Linked DNA regions of Oryctolagus cuniculus: region 2 is linked to region 1. A link is a contact called in public Micro-C data. All regions are on one chromosome and are shown on one strand. Each heading gives the region's core, a stretch centred on a gene start, on an enhancer-like site or on the middle of the called end of the contact. The rest is flanking DNA. Distances are from core to core; before and after follow the strand shown. Region 1 holds the start of NAA25 (N-alpha-acetyltransferase 25, NatB auxiliary subunit). Region 2 holds the start of HECTD4 (HECT domain E3 ubiquitin protein ligase 4).

Region 1 (6,029 bases), core at 2,407-4,906:
TTAGCAGGGAGCTGGATAAGAAGTGGAGCAGCCAGGACTCAAACTGGCACTGAGATGGGATGCCAGTGCTGCAGGTGGTGGTTTTATCTGCTGCACCACAGTGCCGCCCCCTCCCCTCATTCGCTTATTTTAAATGATGCATTTTCTTTCTTTTTTTTTTTTTTGACAGGCAGAGTGGACAGTGAGAGAGAGAGACAGAGAGAGAAAGGTCTTCCTTTGCCGTTGGTTCACCCTCCAATGGCCGCCGCTGCAGCCGGCGCACCGCGCTGATCTGATGGCAGGAGCCAGGATCCAGGTGCTTTTCCTGGTCTCCCATGGGGTGCAGGGCCCAAGCACCTGGGCCATCCTCCACTGCACTCCCTGGCCATAGCAGAGAGCTGGCCTGGAAGAGGGGCAACCGGGACAGAATCCGGCGCCCCAACCGGGACTAGAACCCGGTGTGCCGGTGCTGCAAGGCAGAGGATTAGCCTATTGAGCCACGGCGCCGGCCCTAAATGATGCATTTTCAAGTAAGCCTTTGTATTGTGTTATAACCTTACAGAAGTTGGTAAGAGAGAAAGTTTCTCTATAGCTGTTTCCCTTAACATTATCTCCTTGCATCACCACGGTAACATTTGTCAAAGCGAAGAAACTAACACCTGCACGATGCCATTAGAGAACCGGGATTTCATTCAGACTTCACCTGTTCCTCCGCTGGTGTCCTCTTCCTGTCGCAGGGTCCAAACCAAGCCCTCCCATTACATTTAATCGTGATGTCTCTGTGTTTTCTCTGGTCTGGGACAATGACTCGTTTCCTTGTTTTTCTTGACCTTGGCAGTTTTGTAGATTGTCACTCAACTTGGGTTTGTTTGAGACTTCCCTTGTGATTACCCTTGGGTTATGGGTTCTGCAGAATAGCACAGAGGAGATGGCCCCTTCTCACGTGGGTTCTCACTGCCCAGGCTGACGCGCCTCACGTAGTCCAGGCAGTACTTACCGGGTAAGGTTTCTGTTTCCCTTTCTGTACTCAACACTTTGGACACTGGTCATCGATTCCAGCCCACATTCAAGGTTGTGGGGAGGAAGGTTAGGCTTATCCTTTGGAGAAGGGGGGCAAGATCTACAAGCATTGTTTGGAAGCCCAGAGGAAGCTTTGTCTCTTCTCCTCATTTCTTTCTTTAATCATTTATTTCCATCTGCATGGACTAACGTTTCTTTATTTTATCCCTAAGGTTATATTATAACCTTATTTATTCTGTTGCTCTTCTAGTTTTGGCCACTGGGAGCTCTTTTAGCTTGAGCTCTGTGTCCCTTTGGCTGGTCTCCCAATCCTTCCGAGCACTTTCTTACCTGCTAGCAACAAGGTGCTCCAGCCTCAGACCTGGTATACTCCATATTTCTGCTCTAGAGTTCACCATTTCGCTAAGCGGCTTTTTTCTTTTTTTTAACTGGAGCATGGTATTAGCAACCAAGGTCTGGGGGCCGGCACTGTGGATGGTTATGCAGCTGCTTGCAGTGCTGGCATCCCACATGAACACTGGTTTGAGTCCCAGCAGCTCCACTTCCCATCCAGCTCCCTGCTAATGCACCTGGGAAAGCAGCAGAAGTTGAAGCAAGTGCTTGGGCCCCTGCCGCTCTCAATGGTGACCTGCACGAAGCTCCTGGCTCCTGACTTCAGGCTGTCCATTATTTGGGAAGTGAACCAATGGAGGGAAGTTCTCTTTCTCTGACTCTCCACTTGTCACTCTGACTTTCAAATAAATATTTTTAAAAGATTTATTTTTATTATGTATTTGAAAGAGTTAGAGAGGGAGAGAAGAGAGAGGTCTTCCATCTGCTGGTTCACTTCCCAGATGGCCGTAACAGCTGGAGCTGTGCCAATCTGAAGCCAGAAGCCAGGAGCTTTCTCCGGGTCTCCCACGTAGGTGCAGGGGTCCAAGGACTTGGGCCATCTTCTACTGCTTCCCCAGGCCATAGCAGAGAGCTGGATTGCAAGAGGAGCAGCCGGGACTATAACTGGCACCCATATGGGATGCCGGCGCCTCAGGCGAGGGCGTTACCCTGCTGTGCCACAGCACAGGCCCCAGTAAATAAATCTTAAAAAAAAAAAAAAGCCAAAGCCAAGGTCTGGTTGTGGTGCAGTGGGCTGAGCCACCACCTGCAGTGCCAGCATCCCACATGAGCTCCTGTTTGAGTCTTGGTGCTCCACTTCTGATCCAGTACTCTGCTAACTCACCTGGGAAAAGCAAAAGATGGTCCAAGTACCTGGGCCCCTGCCATCCATTTGGGAGACCCGGATGAAGCTCCCTGCTTTGGCTCTGCTGTTGTCGGCTTCGGGGGAGTGAACCAGCGGATGGAAGATCTCTCTGTCACTGTGCCTTTCAAATAAATAAATAAATCTGTTTCTATTCTAAGGAAAAGAAAATGGAGATTACCGTAGTTTGTATTCCATCAGTTTGTCAGAATGAAGAGACGATGCATGTAAAAGAGATTAGCAGAGTTTGGACATAGTAGGTGGTTAGTAAATGCCCAGTATTAGTAGTTACTATTATCATTACAGGTTTTCTCTAGATATGTGTATATTTAAAATTTTAATATAGGGGCCAGCGCCGTGGCTCACTTGGTTAATCCTCCACCTGCAGCGCCAGCATCCCATATGGACACCGGGTTCTAGTCCCGGTTGCTCCTCTTCCAGTCCAGCTCTCTGCTGTGGCCTGAGAGTGCCGTGGAGGATGGCCCAAGTGCTTGGTCCCTGCACCCACATGCGAGACCAGGGAGAGGCACCTGGCTCCTGGCTTCGGATCGGCGCAGCTCCGGCAGTGGCGGCCATTTGGTGAGTGAACCAATAGGAGGACCTTTCTCTCTCTGTCTATAACTCTGTCAAATAAAAAAAAAATCAATAGCAATTGCTAACTTGCCCTTCTGCTGGGTTGTAAAGGGTTGAATCTAGAACCCTTAATTACTACTTCTCAAAGATTGAATTAGAATCTCTGTGGATAAAGCCGCAGGAAACTCATGTTTATTAAGTTTCCCGGGGTGGGGTGGGGTCTAAGAGTCTAATGTCCACTTGGAGAATCGCTTTCTTGGACATCAGGGCCCAGGAAGGGAAGAGGGGACACAGCAGAAGGGTCATCCCAGGGGACACTGGGGTTGGTCTGACACAATGCTCTGATTGTACTCGCAGAGACCTGGGCTAGCATCAGCCAACAGCGCAGTCCGAGGCGTGACACCTGCCGGGCCCCCTCTCACTTCCTGTGACTCTCCGACAACTGTCACTTTCTCAGGCTTTCTCTCACCACACTATTTCACTGTAGCTTTTCTCACCCTGTAACACACTGCGCCGAGTTATCCGTCCGTTCCTGCACAGCTCAAGCTCCAGGAAGGTTTGATCTCATTTCTCGGTGCGTCCTCCCTACCTGCCTGCAACAGTGCGCGCAGAAACCAGCCTTGGATGAACTCATTCACCCGTCAGAGGGTAGCTGACTGCACTATCTGCCCTCAGGCCCGTTATAAACATTGACAGAACCCACGGAGAGACCTGCGGCAGTGTCCAGGCACACACTGAATTATATTCACGTTGGGGGCTTCCCGGTCGGCCCGGCAGAGAGGTGGAAGGTTCTCGAACTTTCCAGCAGATTCTGCGGATCCCTCCTTCCCTGCCCCCCCCCCCCCCCCAGGAGTTCCCTGTTCCTCAACAGTTAAGCAAAGCCACGTTTGACTGGTTCTTCAGGACTGAGAATAAACAGGCCAAGCAGGGGCGGCGGAGCCCTACTTCTAACCGGGAGCTTCCTCCTTTCCGCTCCTCACGCCCCCGGAGGTGACCGGGAAGGGAACGCATTAGCCACAACCATCTCCGCTCGCCGCCTTCCCGCACCAGCAAAAAGACGGGAACCGCAGCCAAGCAAGCGGCGACCGACGGAGGGGTGGGGCCAGCTTCCCCTTCCGCGCAGGCGCATTCAGTCGCAACACCACGACTATCGCGATAGACGCGCGAGATCGACGCTGGCCCTTTAACTGCCCCTTCCCGGGGGCCTGCCCCGCGCGTGCGCACTGCGGTTCTGCGCTTGTCATCATGGCGACGCGGGGCCATGTGCAGGACCCTAACGACAGGCGCCTCCGGCCCATTTACGGTGAGTGCCTGGGGCCAGCCTGGTCGCCGGCCCGACGCTCCAAGGGCTTCTGAGGCCGGGGCGAAGGCCCAGGAGGGGTGCTGGAAGCCTGCGCGCGGGGCGGGCGGGCACCAGGGGCGGGCCGCGCGGGCCTCTAGGCCGCAGCCGCGGGCCTCGCGTAGGCGCCGGGCCGGACTTCCTGAGCCGTGAGATGGTAGCGGCGCGGCGGGGGCTACTGCTGGGCCACGGAGCCGGCCTGAGAGGCAGGCCCGGTAGGGCGCGGAATCTTGGCGCTGCCGGTCGGCCGCGTTGTGATGGCCGCTCCCAGAGAGAGACTGTAGAGATCTCGCAGGTGGAAGCCGACCCTGGCGCTGCGGGGGAGCCTAACCGTTCAAGACTTCTGTTATTTGTGGGGAACGGGTCTGGTCAGGGCTGCCTGACTGGAGGGGCTCGGATGCACACGGAGCAGCCGCGACCCAGAGACGGGAAGGGGCTGGCGCAAGGTCACCCAGACGGAGGCAGGAGCAGGCCGCAGGATTCCAGGCTCCCCATCCAGGGCTGGTTCGTGGGGAAGCAGCTGCCCGGGGCACACGTGGGAGGCTGGGGTGGGGGGAGGGGGTCACGAACCCAAAATAGCGGCGGGGAGACGGCGGTGAGCCCTGCCGGAGGGGCGGCCCGCTGCTGGGAGACGAGCTGAGCCAACCCCCTGCACCCGGCGCCTGTCTTCAACCCGCCGCCTGTCATTCTGCTACCCTGGCCGTGGAGAATTGCAGAGTTGACTACGGGAGAAATGCACTTTTTTTTTTTTCAGTAGCCGAAACTGGACAATGAAAAATGGCCCCTATTGCATTTCCCTTTCTTTCTAGTTGGTTGTGTGGTCTCGGTGAACGGTGAGAAGGCGTCTAGGTCAGTGGTTTTTGCAAAAAGTAGGCTTTGCGTCTGTAGTAGTGTGGATGTTCCTAAAGGGAGGCTTCTCCACAGGACTGAGGTGTGCGTGTGCGCGGTGGAATAGGTGGGTAGTTTTATGGTCAGGCTTTTTATTTCATCATTTTTTATTTGATAATTTGCATGATACTCTGACTTCTCGTCTGGTTCTGTGTGCAGCAGTCCTGTGAAACCAGTACTAACAGTCACTGCTGGAGTGTGTAGAGCCCTCCTGCCAGTCTGTCCTAACCTTTTATAGAGGTACCTCACTCACTCTTCCCACGTGTACCGCGCATCTGGTGAGAAGCTTACTGTTGCTGCTTGTGTTTGCAGCATTTCTCTCTCTCACACACACACACTGCCCCCCCCCCCCCCCCCATTTTGCTGATGAGGAAACTGGGACTTTTTTGATGTTACGTAATTTGTCCAAGGCCACTCAGCGTGCATTTCTTGGAGCTCGGACTTGAAGTCCTGCGTGGGTCCCAGGCTCGCCCTCTTAGCCGCTGGAGCTGCAGGTCCTGGTTGGCCTAGGCTCTCACAGGTGGTGCTGGCAGAGTGGGACCCAGATTTCCATTCCCCAGGGCTGACGCTCGCACGCTCTTGCCCTCCAGCGGGTGTTTGCAGAGGGCAGAGCTGAGACCTGCAGGATGATGGTGGAAGGTGAGAGCTGAATGCGGTGCGTGAGACTTGCCCCTTCGTGTGGCAGCTGCCTGCAGGCTCTTTCCTGCCCTCCCCTCTGTCCTTTCTTTCTTTTTTCCTTTTTTTTTTAACTAAAAAGGCTGAATACTATTAAGAATAATTAGATTTTTTTTAAATTGTTCTCAAGGACCAAAGAGAATGCCTTTGGTTCCCACAGTCATTTAGAATTAATAGCATTTTGAACTGTGCCATAAGAAACACATGTCCATTTCACATTGCCGAACATCAGGATAAGTTAACCAGAAGTGACCCGTCATATTCTGGAAAGTGAACTCAGAATTATGCAGCTTTTGTTAGGGCTACATGGGAAGAGGATTA
Region 2 (5,952 bases), core at 1,996-4,495, 260 kb before region 1:
TATGACTAATTAATTACTGTTGCTAAAATATTAAATAACTATTCAATCTGCAATCTGAAGATGCCCAAGCCTTAGATCTCTGCTGTTTTCATTCATTAGGGAGAAGGACAATATTCCTGGGCATCTTGGCTTCTGATCTTGAACTATAAATATTAAGAGCAGGAACAACTTTCTTGGAGATACCCAAGAGAGTTATTTAGAGCTTGAAATCCGAGCATTTTTAAATTCTGGTGGGTGGTTGCTATTTGGTTTGGAGATTTTAAGCAAAGGCTATGAGGGGGCTTCCTTGCAGCCAAAAGAGGGCAGCTGGAGTTGGAGAGTCTGCCAGACCTGGGATCGGATCCGAGCCTTGATGCTGGCTGGCTTTATGACATTGAGCAAAGCATTTTACGGAGCCTGGCTTCCCAGCTGAAGCTGAGAACAACACTGCCTCTCAGACGATTGTATTCTTCTTCTTCTTCTTTAAAGATTTATTTATTTGAAAGTCAGAGTTACACAGAGAGAGGAGAGGCAGAGAGAGGTCTTCCATCGCTGATTCACTCTCCAACTGACTGCAATGGCCAAAGCTGCACCGATCCAAAGCCAGGAGCCAGGAGCTTCCTCCCAGTCTCCCACATGGGTGCAGGGGCCCAAGGACCTGGGCCATCTTCTACTGCTTCCCCAGGCCACAGAGAGAGCTGGGTCAGAAGTGGAGCAGCCGGGACTCGATTCAGTGCCCATATGGGATGCCGGCACTGCAAGCCGGGGCTTTACCCGTTATGCCACAGTGCCAGCCCCTTGTCTTCTTTTTTAAAAATATTATTTTTAAAAAACATCTATTTATTTAGCCGGCACCGCGGCTCACTAGGCTAATCCTCCGCCTAGCGGCGCTGGCACACCGGGTTCTAGTCCCGGTCAGGGCGCTGGATTCTGTCTCGGTTGCCCCTCTTCCAGGCTAGCTCTCTGCTGTGGCCAGGGAGTGCAGTGGAGGATGGCCCAGGTGCTTGGGCCCTGCACCCCATGGGAGACCAGGAAAAGCACCTGGCTCCTGGCTCCTGCCATCGGATCAGCGCGGTGCGCCGGCCGCAGCGGCCATTGGAGGGTGAACCAACGGCAAAGGAAGACCTTTCTCTCTGTCTCTCTCTCTCACTGTCCACTCTGCCTGTCAAAAAATAAAAAAAAAATAAAAACATTTATTTATTTATGAGGTAGAGTTACAGAAAGTGAGAGGGAATGACAGAGAGAAAAGTTTTCCACCAGCTGGTTCACTCTCCAAAGGGCTGCAGCGGCCGGAGCTGAGCTGATCCGAAGCCAGGAGCTTCTTCCCGGTTTCCCATGCGGGTGCAGGGACCCAAGGACTTGGGCCATCTTCTACTGCTTTCCCAGGCCTTAGCTGGATTGGAAGAGGAACAGCCGGGACTAGAACCGGTGCCCATATGGGATGCCGGCACTGCAGGAGAATTAACTTACTGTGCCACAGCACTGGCCCCTCCACTTGTCTTCTTAAAAAAGATTTATTTTGTGTTAGCCGTTGCAGTGCCATAGTAGGCTAAACCTCTGCCTGTGGCACCACTATCCCATATAGGCGCCCGTTCGTGTTCCAGCTGCTCCTCTTCCTATCCAGCTCCCTGCTAATGGCCTGGGAAAGCCGTAGAAGATGGCCCAAGTGCTTGGGCCCTGCACCCACCTGGGAGATGGGGAGGAAGCTCCTGGCTCCTGGCTTTGGATAGGCTCAGCTCCAGCCGTTGCAGCCATTTGGGGAGTGAACCAGTGGATGGAAGACCTGTCTCTCTGGCTCTCCCTCTCTGTCTGTAACTCTACCTCTCAAATACATTTTAAAAATCTTAAGATTTATTATTTTATTTGAAAGGCACAGTTTCAGAGGCAGGAGGAAGGAGAGGGGGAGGGGCGGGGCGGGGGCGGAGGAGGGAGAGAGAGGGAGAGAGAGGTCTTCTATCCACTGATTCACTCCCCAGGTTGAAGCCAGGAGCCTTGAATTCCATCCAGGTCTCCCACGCGGGTGCAGGGGCCCAAGCACTTGGGCCATCCTCTGCTGCTTTCCCAGGCCAGTAGTAGGGGCTGGACAGAAGTGGTGCAGCCAGGACTTAAACCGCCCATGTGGGATGCCGGCGCTGCAGGCTGCATTTGAACACCATCACCTATTTTTTTTAAAGGCTTATTTATTTGGGCCGGCGCCGCGGCTCACTAGGCTAATCCTCCACCTTGCGGCGCCGGCACACCGGGTTCTAGTCCTGGTCGGGGCGCCGGATTCTGTCCCGGTTGCCCCTCTTCCAGGCCAGCTCTCTGCTGTGGCCCGGGAGGGCAGTGGAGGATGGCCCAAGTGTTTGGGCCCTGCACCTGCATGGGAGACCAGGAGAAGCACCTGGCTCCTGCCTTCGGATCAGCGCGGTGCACCGGCCACGGGGGCCATTGGAAGGTGAACCAACGGCAAAGGAAGACCTTTCTCTCTCTCACTGTCCACTCTGCCTGTCAAAAAAAAAAAAAAAAAAAAAGGCTTATCTATTTGTTTGAGAGCCAGAATGACAGAGAAAGAGAGAAAGAGTCTCCCACGCACTGGTTCACTCCCCAAAGTCCCTCAGTAGCCATGCTGGGTCAGGCCGAAGCCAGGAGCCTGGGACTCCGACTGGGTCTCCGCGCTGGGGGCAGGCACCTGAGCCATCACCTCTGCCTCCCAGGGAATCGGCAGGAAGCTGGGGTCGGAGCAGGAGCCGGAAATAGCACCCAGGCCCCAGGACGCGGCTGTCTTAACCGCCTTTCCACCGATCCGCCAACGGCCTGGCGCTCGCCTCCATATTTCTCCAAGGCAGGGCTGCAGGTGGCCTTCCTCACCAGGTGTGGGGCGCACACTCTTGAGTGACGGGGCGGTGCGAGCACGACCCTACGCGCCCCGCGCGACGCGTGCACATCTAGGTAGCGAGGGGAGACGGGCAGGGCGGGGCCCGCCTCCGGGCCACCTCGAACGGCGAGACAGGGCCGAGCGAGGTCAGCGGGAGGGCAAGATGGAGTGCCTGCGCCGCCCGGGTCCCGCAGCCGGGTCTCCGGGTAGGCGGGGCCGGGCGGCGGGCGGGGCCTGTATTGTCCGCGGCGCGGAGCATGCCGGGAGCCCCGCCCCCAACATGGCGTCTCACTGACAGTTGGCTGCCGGGAGGCAGAGGCGGATCCTGCTCCTCAGGGCGGCGGCGGCGGCTAGCAGCAGCAGCAGCGGCGGCGGGGCCGGGGTCTCCCGGGCCGGGGGTGGGGATGGCGGCTCGGACCGCCTAGGGCGGAGCTGCACGGGCGCGGCGGCGAGCGGGGCGGCCGCTGCCATGGGTTGGTGAGCGCGGCGGCTGCGGCTGTCGTCTCCCCGGGCCGGGCATCTGCTCCTCAGTGTCCACCCCTCAGCCGGGGCCATGGGTTCGTCGGCGGCCGCGGCCGCCGCGGCCGCGGACTCGGCGCAGTGGCTCTCGGTGAAGGAGGAGACCATCTTCCTGCACGACGGGCTCATCCGGGTCACCGACCTGGCCGAGCTGCCCAGCGAGATCCTCGGGGCCCCGGAGGCCGCCGATACCGACCTGGAGGTGAGCGAGGCTGCGCCTGGCCCCTGCCCCGCACCCCGGCGGCGGGCCCGCTCCTCTCCGCCGCAGCCCACCGCGGAGCCCTCACCTCAGGGCCGCGCGGCAGGTGCGTGCGGGCACGCGGGGGCAGGTGCGGGCCGCGGCCGCAGGTCTGCAGCCCGCGCCGGCTCCCCGCCTCCCTCGGCGGGGCCAGGCGCCCGCCGGGGATTTCGTTTGCGGTTTCGTGTTGGACGTTCCGACACCAGCATTTCATTAGAGCATCGTTCGGCCAGGCCGTCGCTCCCGGGAGGGGCGCCGCCGGCTGCCGGGCCTCGCTCCCCTCCCCCACGGGCCCCCAGGCTGCCATCCAGGGCACACCCAGGTTGCCTAGCTTGGGGGACCCTTTATTTTCCCCGCGGGCTGCACACCCTGCGCCCCCGCCCCAGCCCCAGCCCCAGCTTAGACTGTGGCAGCTGCCGGTCGGCCGTGGGCAACCGGCAACTTGTCCGTGTCGCGCCTCGGATTGACAGGGGGCCTTTGTCAGGGAAGCGGGCGGTGTGGACCGCCGTGGGGAGGATGCTCCAGGGGCCTTCGGTGTGCATCCCGCGTCGGACCACGGGCGCTTTAGGCCGCAGGGCCTTGCTGTGTTCCCCCGGGGGTCTCGGAGAAGGGCCGGGCTTCGGAGCCGTGGCAGGTGCAGACGCGAATCTCAGCAGTGGTGCTGCCGGGTTTGGAGGCAGAAAGGAACCAGATTGGCTGGGCGGATGGGAACTTTGCGGCGACTTGGCCGGGGTCCGCGTCCGCCGGCGGCGTGGATGTGTCCCGGCTGGTGGGTGCTGCAGCCGCCCCTCCCCGCTCTGTGGGGTGACATTTGGATGTGTAGGTGGCACGGGGCGTCGTGAAATTCTCCATGTCGCGAGGAGAGCTGTCGAGGTGGGGCGCGGGGAAGATGGCCTGCCCTTGGGCTATCAACGGGATGCAAGGAATCTTTTGTGTTTTGCGGTTTGGCGTGCACTCTGGCTTCCAGCACAAGGAGCATTTATATTTATAGAAATGGGCTAGAACCCGTTACTGCGCGTTTCTGGACACGGATCGCGTGGGACTAGACATTTGGACGTGCTTGAGATGCGAATGCGTCCCACTGTATTTTTGTGTCTGGATTTGGGGTGGCTTCAGCACTTCCCGTTGTGGACTGTTGAACGGACTGATTTTACAATCTGGCCACCGAAAACCGGAAGATATAAGTTGCTAGGAAATTCCTAACGTGGATGCTAGTTTTATCACGCCACATCTGGGCCTGTGCTATAAAAAGCAAGGTGTGTCTGAGTTTCATCTGCCTGGAAACTGAACGGTGTGATGCCATGATGGTGGAATCTCTTGACTTAATTGGTTCTGAGGTGTGGGAAAGGTGGGAAGTGGATGCTCTTTGTTCCTTGGAGACTAAGTTCATGGAACCAACTATGTTTTTTTCTGTATGTAATTTATTTTTAGGATTAGAAAGGGTAGGGTTAGTTAAGATACCTGAGCTTGTTAAATGAATTGAGTAAATTTCCACGAAGAATGATTTCAAAAGAAATCTCTGACCTGGTAGAATTAAAATTTTTTCCTTTTTAAAATGGTTAGTCTAGGTGGGGGCTGGCACCGTGGCTCACTTGGCTAATCCTCCACCTGTGGCCCCGGCATCCCATATGGGCGCCGGGTTCTAGTCCCAGCTGCTCCTCTTCCAGTCCAGCTCTCTGCTGTGGCCCAGGAAGGCTGTGGAGGATGGCCCAAGTGCTTGGGCCCTGCACCCGCATGGGAGACCAGGAGGAAGCACCTGGCTCTTGGCTTTGGATCAGCGCAGCGCCGGCCGTAGCAGCCATTTGGGGGGTGAACCAACAGAAGGAAGACCTTTCTCTCTGTCTCTCTCTCTCACTGTCTAACTCTACCTGTCAAATAAGTAAAAAAAATAAAATAAATAAATAAAAAATAAATTAAAAAAAGGTTAGTCTGACCTCCAATTATGTGTGTATGACTGACAGTTGTAAAGGACTTTTTTCATTTTATCCCACCTATTATGCAGACTACATAGTATCAGAAGAAAGAGATAGCGAAGAAGGTTTTTGTAGCTATTGGATTTGTGTTTTTGTGAGTGTATTCGCTTGTAATTAACCATATTGACCAAATATATCCTGACACAGTGTCAGGCATTATCTTACTAAATTCTCAAAAGCCTTTAGGAGCTAAAGCTTGCTGTTGATATAACAACAGCAAATGCTGTACCCACTGAACAGATGAGGCCAACAGAGTCAGAGTGGGTGTGCAGCTCGCTCAACATCACATGGCTCTGCTGTCTGGATGTCGGCCCCGTTCTGTTCCTCTCAGACACACCAACTGCTAATCAGTACTTCCTGCCGCCATTCATGTGTGATAGTTATTC

Evidence for each region. A called contact is a pair of places that touch in the nucleus more often than the background predicts.
Region 2: a contact with region 1 is called in a Micro-C map of ear pinna, with 7 times the contacts expected there. The contact joins the promoter of HECTD4 here to the promoter of NAA25 in region 1. A contact is called at or near these places in 6 of 6 Hi-C or Micro-C datasets (ear pinna, embryonic fibroblasts, liver and 3 more).

What each region holds. Positions count from the first base shown.
Region 1 is chr21:9,431,304-9,437,332 of mOryCun1.1, reverse strand. NAA25 (N-alpha-acetyltransferase 25, NatB auxiliary subunit) reads left to right here and starts at 3,656. Exons shown (of 23, transcript XM_051826818.2): 1 at 3,656-4,109. The coding sequence starts at 4,052. It overlaps TRAFD1 (TRAF-type zinc finger domain containing 1), which reads right to left and starts at 3,386. Exons shown (of 14, transcript XM_070066222.1): 1 at 3,304-3,386.
Region 2 is chr21:9,688,955-9,694,906 of mOryCun1.1, reverse strand. HECTD4 (HECT domain E3 ubiquitin protein ligase 4) reads left to right here and starts at 3,245. Exons shown (of 75, transcript XM_070066218.1): 1 at 3,245-3,557. The coding sequence starts at 3,390.